2 separate regions of the Pan troglodytes genome follow, and region 2 is linked to region 1. The links are chromatin contacts, called in public HiChIP or PLAC-seq maps. All regions are on one chromosome and are shown on one strand. Each heading gives the region's core, a stretch centred on a gene start, on an enhancer-like site or on the middle of the called end of the contact. The rest is flanking DNA. Distances are from core to core; before and after follow the strand shown.

What was found. HiChIP or PLAC-seq counts read pairs in DNA pulled down with a chosen protein or histone mark.
Region 2: an H3K4me3 HiChIP or PLAC-seq map of stem cell-derived excitatory neurons shows a contact between it and region 1, with 2.7 times the contacts expected there. The contact joins the promoter of WNT6 here to the promoter of RNF25 in region 1. A contact is called at or near these places in 1 of 7 Hi-C or Micro-C datasets (stem cell-derived neural progenitor cells) and 1 of 1 datasets of contacts at active chromatin or transcription factors (stem cell-derived excitatory neurons).

What each region holds. Positions count from the first base shown.
Region 1 is chr13:120,928,050-120,933,149 of NHGRI_mPanTro3-v2.0_pri, reverse strand. It overlaps RNF25 (ring finger protein 25), which reads left to right and starts at 2,191. Exons shown (of 10, transcript XM_009444315.3): 1 at 2,191-2,278. The coding sequence starts at 2,238. It overlaps STK36 (serine/threonine kinase 36), which reads right to left and starts at 2,193. Exons shown (of 27, transcript XM_016950505.3): 1 at 1,993-2,193; 2 at 1,299-1,467; 3 at 448-588; 4 at 257-334. The coding sequence starts at 1,382.
Region 2 is chr13:121,118,324-121,123,423 of NHGRI_mPanTro3-v2.0_pri, reverse strand. It overlaps WNT6 (Wnt family member 6), which reads right to left and starts at 2,598. Exons shown (of 4, transcript XM_016950531.4): 1 at 2,238-2,598. The coding sequence starts at 2,317.

The DNA.
Region 1 (5,100 bases), core at 942-3,441:
AAGCACAAATAAATTAAAGTAACTTGTCCAATGAGACCCAGCTAGGAAGGAGCAGAGCCAAGCTTCCTACTCAGATATTTTGACTCCAACGTTTACATAATTTACTCCACACGACACTGCCTCTATATACCCAGACTCTTATATTCTTCTCAGAAGTCTTTGAAATGGAGACTCTCAGTGTCCTTAGCTTGCTCTACCAGTTCTCTAACCTGGAGAGAGGTCGGAGGTGGGGAGAAGTTGAAGGCAGAAAGCATACCTGGTCTTCAGGAAGTTTTCCGTCATCTTCTAGGATCTGAAAGAGCTCTCCCTCAGCATAGTCTGTCACCACCACCACCTACAGAGAGAAGGCAGTGGCACTGATGGCTCCAGATTCATGCATTCTGAGGTTGGGAAATTCCTGGAACCCTTGTGCTTGGGGAGACAGGGCCCAAAACTGTCAAAGCACACCTCTTTATCAGTTTCAAAGCTGTCAAGCATATGCACAATGTTGGGATGCCGCAGACCCCGCATTATTTCAATCTCTCGTTGCAAATTCCTCAGCTCCTTCTCTGAGCGCCCCAATTTTGGGATGAACTTCAGGGCCACGACCTGTCGTGGTAAGGTGAAAAGTTAACGCCTAATCACACTACTGAAAAGAGCTAGAATTTCAGCCTTAATCTCAGAGCTCCAGAAGTCAGATTTTAGAGTGTTTGAGTAACTCTTATTATTTCTGTTAGTCTCCCGCTTCCATTTTCTCCATGGTACCCTGGCCTTATCCAGGCTTTCCCCATTCCTCATCCCAGGAGGAAACAGCATCTGCAAAACATTTCCCCTTCTGGAAGAAGTGTTCTGATTTGACCAGCACTCAAGATGAGATTTAGGAGAAAGGAAAGGAAAAAAAAAATGAAGAGGAAATAATAGAGTTCAAGTGGTTTACCTCTTATTACATGGTGTGCTAGAGACTAATAATATTTGTTGTTTACTAACAGCCAGGCACTGTACTAAGTGATTTAATGTGACAACATATTTAATCCTCAAACTCCATCAATCAGTTGCTGTTCTTATCCCCATTCTAGAGATAAGGAAATTGAGACATAGGGAAGTTAAGTAATTTGTCCATAATTCTAGGGCTAGAAAGCGGTGGAGATGGAGTTTGCACCCAAATAATCCAACTTCAAAGCTTATACTCCATAAGAAGTATGAGGGAGTCAGTACCTTAGGAATACAAACTGGTATAAATACATTCCTTCTAGATCCATTTTCCACTGGAGTTGGGGGTACCAAATCCCACCCAAAAGGTATCCCTCTTTGTGCAACACCTGAGCACTGTATTTTCTTCGACCCTTGTACACCCTCCCAAAAGAGCCTTCTCCAATCATCTCCAACACGTGGTACTTTTCCATGACAGAGGTTTCAGGATCTCTTAGAAGAAAGTAGAGACGGTGAAGAGCTATAGATCCAGGGACAGTTCCACAACATCTGGGACGCCTAGTTGGGGCACGGGAAAGGAAAAATGTTAGCCACCTTGCCTTTTCCTCTTTTTCACAATAAAGCCTCAAAAAACATAGGAGGGTGGAATGGATGCAAAGATGATGCGATCTTGGAACAAACAGAGCTTCTCTTTGTAGTTCCTCCCCACTTTCATCCTCCTGTCCCCAACCCGGCCCCATGCCCAACTAACACCTGGTTCCCCTTCTGCCTCACCCAGCCTGGCTCACTCGACCCTACTCTTTCAACCTAGCCTCGCCCAACCAACCCTGCTCCTTTGAGTCTCCCCCAAGTTTCTGCCACTCCCAGACTCCTCAGCACCCGCTCTCAGACCCCCTGGCCCATGCGCTTCGCAGGCCAGAGCCCCTCTCTCACCCCCAGCCTAGGAGCTCCAAGCTCCTCAGGCCAAGGGACGGATTCCCTGGCGTTGAGCCCCATCTCTTCTGGCTGCCTGCATACGTTGCCTGACTTATAATTCTTCTCCACCCGCCTCTCCCGCCGGTCTCTTTCGGCTCCCTTTCTTACAATTTTACTCGCTAGAACTGGTGAGAAGTTCAGAGGACAAAGGCGCTCAGAGGTGTGGAAGGGACGGCGGACCACACATGGGCACTTCCTGGGACACAACCGAACTGCCTCAGGGCCATTAGGCCCGGCTAAGGACCCGGAGTCTGCGGTTGCCTAGAAACGACGCTAGCTGCCCACCCCTCTTAGTTTTCCGCCTCCGACTTCCCTAAGGGCATTTCCGGTTCCGGCTGCGGGCCGGTGAAGATATGGCGGCGTCTGCGTCTGCGGCTGCAGGGGAGGAGGACTGGTAACTTTGGGGGCATGGGCTTTGGCTGACAGCCTGGATCTAGTCCAGAGGCCTAGCAGCTGTCGCAGACGGTCCGTACGGCGGGCGTGTGGGGTGGAGCGAGGGATGAGGGATGGCAGAGATGCTGACATCTCTGGGAGAGCTGGACTGGGGAACGGGAGGGTGGAGGGGCGCTGATCTGAGTGAGAGGACACCGGGTCTGCGCCCGCCAGGCCAGTTCAGGCCTCGCCGTATCCGGTTCGATCCCTTTTCCTCCAACTTCACGCCATCCCTTTCTCTCCTCCTCAAATGAATTTTCTCAGGGGCTTTGGGGGATGCCTGCCCATCAGACCTCCCCATCTCCCTTTCTCCTCTCAGAACCAGTGCCTTCCAGTTCCGGCCCCCCTTTCCCCTTGGATCAGCCTTTTTCCGCCGACGCTTTCCTCAGCCTTCTCTCTCTCACACAGCACTAGTGAGGACTATTGTATGAATAAAGCTTTACACTTCACATAAAGTCCCTCTAGTCCTTCTCTCAAGCATTCTTAACTAAAGACTAGAACATGGAAGGACTCTGGGATTTGGAAGTAGGATCAATGTGGGTTAACTCCACATTTTATTAGCTGTGTGATGCTGAACAGGCCATCTAGCTTCTGTGAGTCAGTGTCCTCAGCTGTAAAAAAAAAAGTGGGTGTGGCACCTACCTCAGAATAGTTGAGAGGATCACGACGGATTTGTAATATACTTGTCTGTTTTTTGTTTTGTTTTGTTTTGTTTTTTGAGACAGAGTCTCACTCTCGCCCACGCTAGAGTGCGGTGGTGCGATTACGGCTCACTGCAGCCTCGACCTCCCCAGGCTCAGGTGATCCTTCTGCCTCAGCCTTCCGAGTAGCTGAGACTACAGGTGTGTGCCACCATGCCTGGCTAATTTTTGTATTTTTTGTAGAGACGGAGTTTTGCCATGTTGGCCAGACTGGTCTTGAACCCCTGGGTTCAAGTGATCCTCCCACCTCAGCCTCCCAAGGTGCTGGAATTACAGGCGTGAGCCACCACACCCGGCCTCCTTTTCATTAATAACTGAGGTGCAGGCACCTGGGAAGACTAGATGAGCCCCAAAGAAGTAAAGTGATTTGCCAAAAGATAGAAAATTATGACTAGAAATCCATATCTGTCTGACTCCACACCTTAGATTCTTTGCACTAGGACATTCTTCAGTCCCCACTCCCCCAATTTTTTTTTTTTTTTTTTTTTTTTTTTTTTTTTTTTTTTTTTTTTTTTGAGACGGAGTCTTGCTCTGTCGCCCAGGCTGGAGTGCAGTGGCGCAATCTCGGTTCACTGCAAGCTCCGCCTCCCGGGTTCACGCCATTCTCCTGCCTCAGCCTCCTGAGTAGCTGGGACTACAGGCGCCCGCCACCACACCCAGCTAATCTTTTGTGATTTTTAGTAGAGACAGGGTTTCACCCTGTTAGCCAGGATGGTCTCTATCGCCTGACTTCATGATCCACCCGCCTCGGCCTCCCAAAGTGCTGGGATTACAGGCCTGAGCCACCGCGCCCGGCCCCCATCCCCCATTTTGTTATCACCACCTTACCACCATCCCATCCAGGACCCATATAACTAGGGTGGGCGAAGTATTGAAGGGCCACTTGACTGAGGCTACACCTCAGTGTTACATTGGTTCAGGGAGCCCAGCTAGTACTGGCCATTATTAAGACTATCTAGACTACTGGTTTTCAAAGTGTTCAGGGAAACTTCTTTTTTTTTTTTTTTTTTTTTAAGAGACAGAGTCTTACTTTGTCACCCAGGCTGGAGTACAGTGGCAAGATCATGGCTCACTACAGCCTCGACCTCCTGGGCTCCCGTGATTCTTCTGCCTCAGTCTCCCAAGTATCTGGGACCACCGTGTCCATCTAATTTTTTATTTTTTGTAGAGATAGTGTCTCGCTTTGTTGCCCAGGCTGGTCTCGAACTCCTGGCCTCAAGTGATCCTCCCACCTCAGCCTCCCAAAGCGCTGGGATAACTTATAGTTCACCTGTTCAGGGGAACTTTTAAGATTCAGGGGAGACACCTTGAGCCATGGAGACAGCAACAATGAGTGCAGCAGCCTGTAGTACTGTGAGACTCCCACTCCCATGTCAGCCAGAACTACACTGTTATCGGTGAGGTGTAAAGCTTTATATTTTATATTTTGAAGTTTCTGCCTAAGACTTAACAACACTGACATAGGTCGTGCTGGGGCAGCCTTACTCTTAGAATGAAGAGGGAGCAGTGTGAGAAAGCAAAGTGTGCATTTTTCCATGTATCACTTGGTAGAGCTGTAGACACAAACTGATCACTCAACTTCAATTTCATTACAACTGCTGTTTCTATGCTTAAGCATGTGTGTCCCTTGATTTACATCAGAACCATGGATCCTAACCTCAACAGGCTAATCTAGATCAACCAGACAGCCAGGTCATAAATACATCCAGAGTACTCTATTACCTCCCTCCTTCCCTCTTTCCTTCTAAGGGAGAAGGTTATATACAGACAGGAAAAAAAGAGGACATAGACTAGCTACTATAGCCCAGATACTATTAGGTACTTTATGTAAACAAATCACCTTTTATCCTCACAATAACCCTAGAGAGTAGGTGTTATTATCTATATGTGACAGACAGGATAATTTAAGCTTACAGAGAGGTCACGTCCCAGATTGCATAGCTTGTAAGTGATTGGTACCTGTTAACTAACTCCGAGGCTGCTGGCTCTTCCATTACAACACAGCCTTTATACCACCCTAAATATGTTGTGTTGAGGTTGCTATCTCTTTTAAGAAGGCTTAGGGTGACTGGTGTTAAAACTG
Region 2 (5,100 bases), core at 1,349-3,848, 190 kb before region 1:
AATAAATAAAAATAGAAATAAAGAAAGAAAAACAAAATGAATAGACAGAGGAGAGTGAAGGGGCCAAGGCAGGGAGGAGAGGCTCATTCCCTCAGAGGCACATCTGAGCAAGGCAGTCAGACACGTTATCACTGGGACCCCTCACTCCTCACCCGGCACGCCCTGCAGCTGTGGCCATGAAGGCCTCTGTGTTCTCCCACACCTGCCCGTGTCACCTCCTCCCCCACTCCCTTCTTCCCAGCTTCAGGGTCAGTCTCTCAGGGACCAGGCCGCTCTCCTTTGGCTTGGCTGCCACCCAGCAGTCCTTCCTGAACAAAGGAAGCCCCACAGATACAGAGCCCAGAAAGGTGAATCAGCCAGTCCAATGACACTCTGCAAGCCCATCTCCAGCACCAACACACTCCTAGGCCTCAGGGCTCCTAAAGACAAGGTATCTGCCTTCCAGGAGCAGGGAAGAGAGACCTAAAGGACTGTTGTCAGCCAAATGCAGTAACCAGCATAGTTGCCCAATGTATGTGATACAGTGGGAGCGCAGAGAAGGCAATGGAAGGAGGACAAGGGGGCAGCTTCAGGGAGGAAGTGGTATTTTAACCGTAAGGATAAGAATGATTTAGACAGAGGGGGAGGGAGGGGAAGGAAGACAATGGCCATCAGGGAGGGACCCCATCCCCACACCTTGAAAAAGGGCAAAGTTAGGCGTTTATGGGGAAAAGAGATTCCTTTACAACATTTTCCTTGAACTCTGGATTTTAAATGTAAATGAATCCCCTTTTTCACTCCTGGGGACCCTGGCCAGGAGAAGCTGGGTTGTGAGGGGGGCGCTGTACATACTGAGTACCTCCTAAGGTCCTATTATTCTACACGTCCTCCCACCTAACCTTCCCAGCAAGCCTGCCAGGTAGGGAGACTGTTATCCTATTTCCAGTTAAGACTGAGAGGTAGGGAAAGGAAGTGACTAGCCCAAGATCACAAACATAATGTTTAGATCTTAGATCTATCTGCTTCAAAGCTGCCACTGCATTATACTAAGCTGGATCAAAGGGCATATGTTCCCTAGATAGGACCTGGGTCGTCCTCGGTTCGCCCTTTCCGTGACACTAGCGTCGGACGGCTCTCCGCATCACGGAGTAGGGATTGCTGCCCGCCGCTCCCTGTGTGGGCATCCTACTCCCTATCTCTCCAGAGCACGGGGATCTGCCTCTCTTCCAAATCTGGGGGGCGAGGGAGGAGCGGAGGGTCGGCATCCAGCCAATCACGTGGCAATATGCAAATAGACACGACCCTGCCTTCTTAGGATTGGCTAACCCGTCAGCGTTATTGTCCAAGTCTCTCCTCTCTAAACACTGAGCTATTCCGGGCGAGGGTTTGCGGCTCTGGAGACCTAGGGGGAAAAAAGTCCTCTGGATCTGGATCTCTGAGCCGTCCCGGTCGGGCACCCTCCTTCCCCGCCCCGGCCCCACCCCCACCCCCAAGGCTCGAAGCTCCCGCAACCTTCGCTGCCTAGGTGTCCCTTCTAGCTAGGGCCAAGCCTGGGAAGACGCCCCCTTCCCTTGGCTGGCCAGGCCCCTCTCCCTTCCCGCAGGACCCCTCCCGGTCCCGTATCTCCCGGGCTGCACATATTTTTTCATTCATGACCCCCACGTCTGGAAGGGCCGGGCGCCTGGGTCCGGTTCCTTCCGCTCCTCCTTTTCCTTGCTTGGGGAGGACGAGGTAGAGAAAACCAGGGTCCTGACTCACTTTCCCCTTTATATTCCCTCTCTCGTCACTAAGGCCCACTCCTCAGGAGCCCAGAGAGAAGCCGGTGGGTTGGCAGGCAAAGCAGGGCGGGGAAGGGGCAGCTGTGTGGCCCTCTCTGCCTTGTGGCTTCCCACCTTGTTCCTGTCTTCTCCAAATCCAGCCCCATACCCTGAATCCAGGGCCCTCCTCACACATTCTTTTCCTCGGATATGTGTCTTCCCGAAAGATCTTTCCTACCCACTCGCCTGTTCCTTGGTGAGCTGGGTGAGCGCATAACTTGGCGGGGGGTGGGAGAGAACCCGGGAGGAGGAAAACACAATAGAATGTTCCCGGGGGTTAGGAACGTCGAAGTGGAGTTCAGAAACGCCCCCGGCCGAGGCCAGAAAGTTGGGCTCGGAGAGCAGGTAGAGCCGGGAGGCTGCGGAACACCCCAATCTGTCCTGGGCCCCGGGGTCCCCACCCTCCAGCGTCCAGAGCCGCGCTAGGACAGCCGGACTCACCACCACAGTCCGCCGACGTGCGCCGGGCACAGGAGCAGCAGCAGCAGCAGCCCGAGGCGGGAGGGTGCGGGCGGCAGCATCGTGACCGCCCTACGGCCGCCCGGGTGGGCAGGGGGCGAGGCTGCGGGGCGAACCGCGGCGCGCGAGGGCCCGGGCTTCAGTGCGAGCGCGGCGAGCGCAACGGCGGCGGCCGGGAGGCGAGGGATCCGGCGGCGGCGGGGGGGCCCATCCCGGGCGAGAAGGGCGCGGCGGAGGCGGAGAGCGGACGGGGCAGCCAGCGCCTGTGTCTCCTGCGGAGCTCGCTCGGGAGAAGAAATCAGAGCCGGGGGCGGAGGTGGGAGGGGAGCGGGGCCGAGGCGGGGGCGGGGGGCAGGGGGCCGGAGGGAGGTGGCAGTTGCGACAGTCAGGCAGCGGGACTCTCGGGAGCGAGCCGTGCGCCCCGGGGCGGCTGGCGCGGAGCGCAGCGGAGGGCGGGAGCGGGGTGCCGGGGCGGGGCCCCAGCGCGCTTCGGGCTGTGGGACCCGCCCGCTTCGCCCCCTCGCCTCGCCTCTCCCGGACTTGGAGCCCCCCGCCGCTCGTGGCCGCCTGGAGTCGGGGGCAAGGAAGGGCGGGGAAGAAGAGTAGAGAGGGGTGAGGGGGGAGAAAGAGGAGCTGAGGAATGGGGGACGGGCTGGAAGGGAGACGTTTGACAGGTTTGTTGACTGTAAAGAGAGAAAACTTCCCAGGAATGAGGGAGTTTGGGGCGGGGGGCGGTGCGGAGGGAGATGCTGGCGCGGAGGCAAGAGAGGAAGTTGGCCTGGGGCGCGGGGTGCTCCAGCGAGGGTTGTCAAACTGGACCGCCCGACAGGCGGATGCTGGAGGGGTCATCTCTTTCCGTGTCCCTGTTCGATGCCTCATGCCCCTTCGTCAGCCTCTCCTTGAAGAAGGGAGGAAGCCCTGGGCCTCCGCTCTCGCTCCCCCAGCCATTCCACCTCTCAAGCCCGCGTTCTAGGGCGGGGAGGTGGGGGAAATGAGAGGGCAAGAGTAGCCGCTCTAGGACGTGCGCGCAAGCGCTGGCACTTGTAAGCGAGCGGGAGAATGGAGGTCGCAGACTTTCAAGAGATCGAGGGGTCAGAATTCGCTTTAGCCCGGCCTCGCGTGTCCAAGAGTCCCTGCCTCGAGTTCCTCCCCCAACCTGGCCCGGGTAGAAGGGGTGGGAGAGCCAGCTGCAGGTGAGATGGCGTTTATCAGATTTTCTAATGCCACAAAAATGTCTTTGATGCCCCTGGCCCCCTCCCCACGAGGGGGAGATCAAAGGCTCCGTGGGGAAGAGGGACAGCTCCATTCATCATGCCATTCGGCTGGCAGTGGGCAGCAGCCCCTGCCCCTCCCGTCCCCGACGTGCCCCGGGGTGCCAAGGGACAGGTGGTGTGGGACATTCTCCCTTCCATACCATCAAGAGCAACCATCAACCTTTAAAGCTGTCCTGGAGTAGGGAGGACAGATCGAGTCCCTATGGCAGAAACGTCAGGCGCCCAGAAGAAAGCTCCTGGTTGTTGGGAGAGAGGGGGACCTGAATGTGGGGACTGAGGTCACTTCCAAGAGAGTGATGACTGAGGTCACTTCCAAACAACCTTGGTGAGCAGAGAGAGAAGACAAGATCCTGAGTCACCCAGAGAGGGGGGACAAGTAGATCAAGATGAGGCCAAGGGGCCAAGGGACGTGACCCCAGGGGAGGAGGCTGATGGGGGAAGGAATGAGCAGACAGAGGTGAGAGAACTGGAGAAGTGTGGACTTGCCGGCAAGCAAGCTCGATGTCAGGGCCCTGGTGTCCAGGCTGCATCAGCTCAATCCCTTGCACTGGATACAGAGAGTTCTGGTGAAAGGGCTAGGACACACTAAAGAAGGGGAAGGGGGCAGGGGGCAGTGGCAAGAGTCATAGAGAGAGGTTCTGGTCTAAGCACTGCCCTCTCCCATTTTAGCCTTTAACAGTATCCAAATGCCACGCACATCCCCTGCACCTAGTAACTTTGCACACAGCTGCTGTTTCTACGGGGCAATGCCAATCTGGACAGTTCCTAAAGGTCAATGCCAACTCTGGACACTACACATTCAAAGACATACCCAGTTTGGGTGCACACTCCAGCCATGTGGTACCAAATAGGCAGCTAGAGGGCTCTGGGGGTCCCTGGAGGCTGCAGGTGGCCAGTGGCCAGCCTCCTGGGAGCCACTGTCTGGGTTCCGAACCCCCTGCCCAGCCCTGCTCCCACCCTGCTACTGTTATTGCAGATTATGAAATGCTCTCCCTATCCTGCATTCTTCTCCGAGGCAAGAATTTTAATGTATTTGTCTTTGTCATCAGGGGACCTGGGCTCTGAGACCGCCCTGCCTCTGCCTGAGGGGGGAGCGCCCCAAATCTAGTCCCTGCTGCCTCCAGACCCAGCCTCTCTCCATTACCACCCCTCCCCCATGCCCTAGCCCTGCCCCTCGCCTCTCCTTCCTAAGACACAGTCTCTCTGTGGGGTGGATAAAAATGATGTTATTGAAACAACAGATTTGGGAGCAGTGGCAGGGAGCAGGGATCAGCTCAGGAAACTGGGGCGTTTGCCAAGAAGCCTTCTCCCCCGCAGGCGGCCTTTCTGCCCCCACCCCCCACCTTTCCTACAAACATACACAGCTGGCCCCACCCCTCCTGCAGCACTCACTCTAGCCAGATCTTGCAGAATCTTTTGCCATCTCTGGACTCCCCAAGCCCTTGTCCCTCCTGCACTCAGTCCCATTCCAGAATCAGTTGGCCCAGTAGTGCCTGCAGAGCATTATAGGGTTGGGGGGTGGGGGGGAGGTGGGCTGGAATCTGTGACAGGCAGGACTCCTGGAGTCCCAA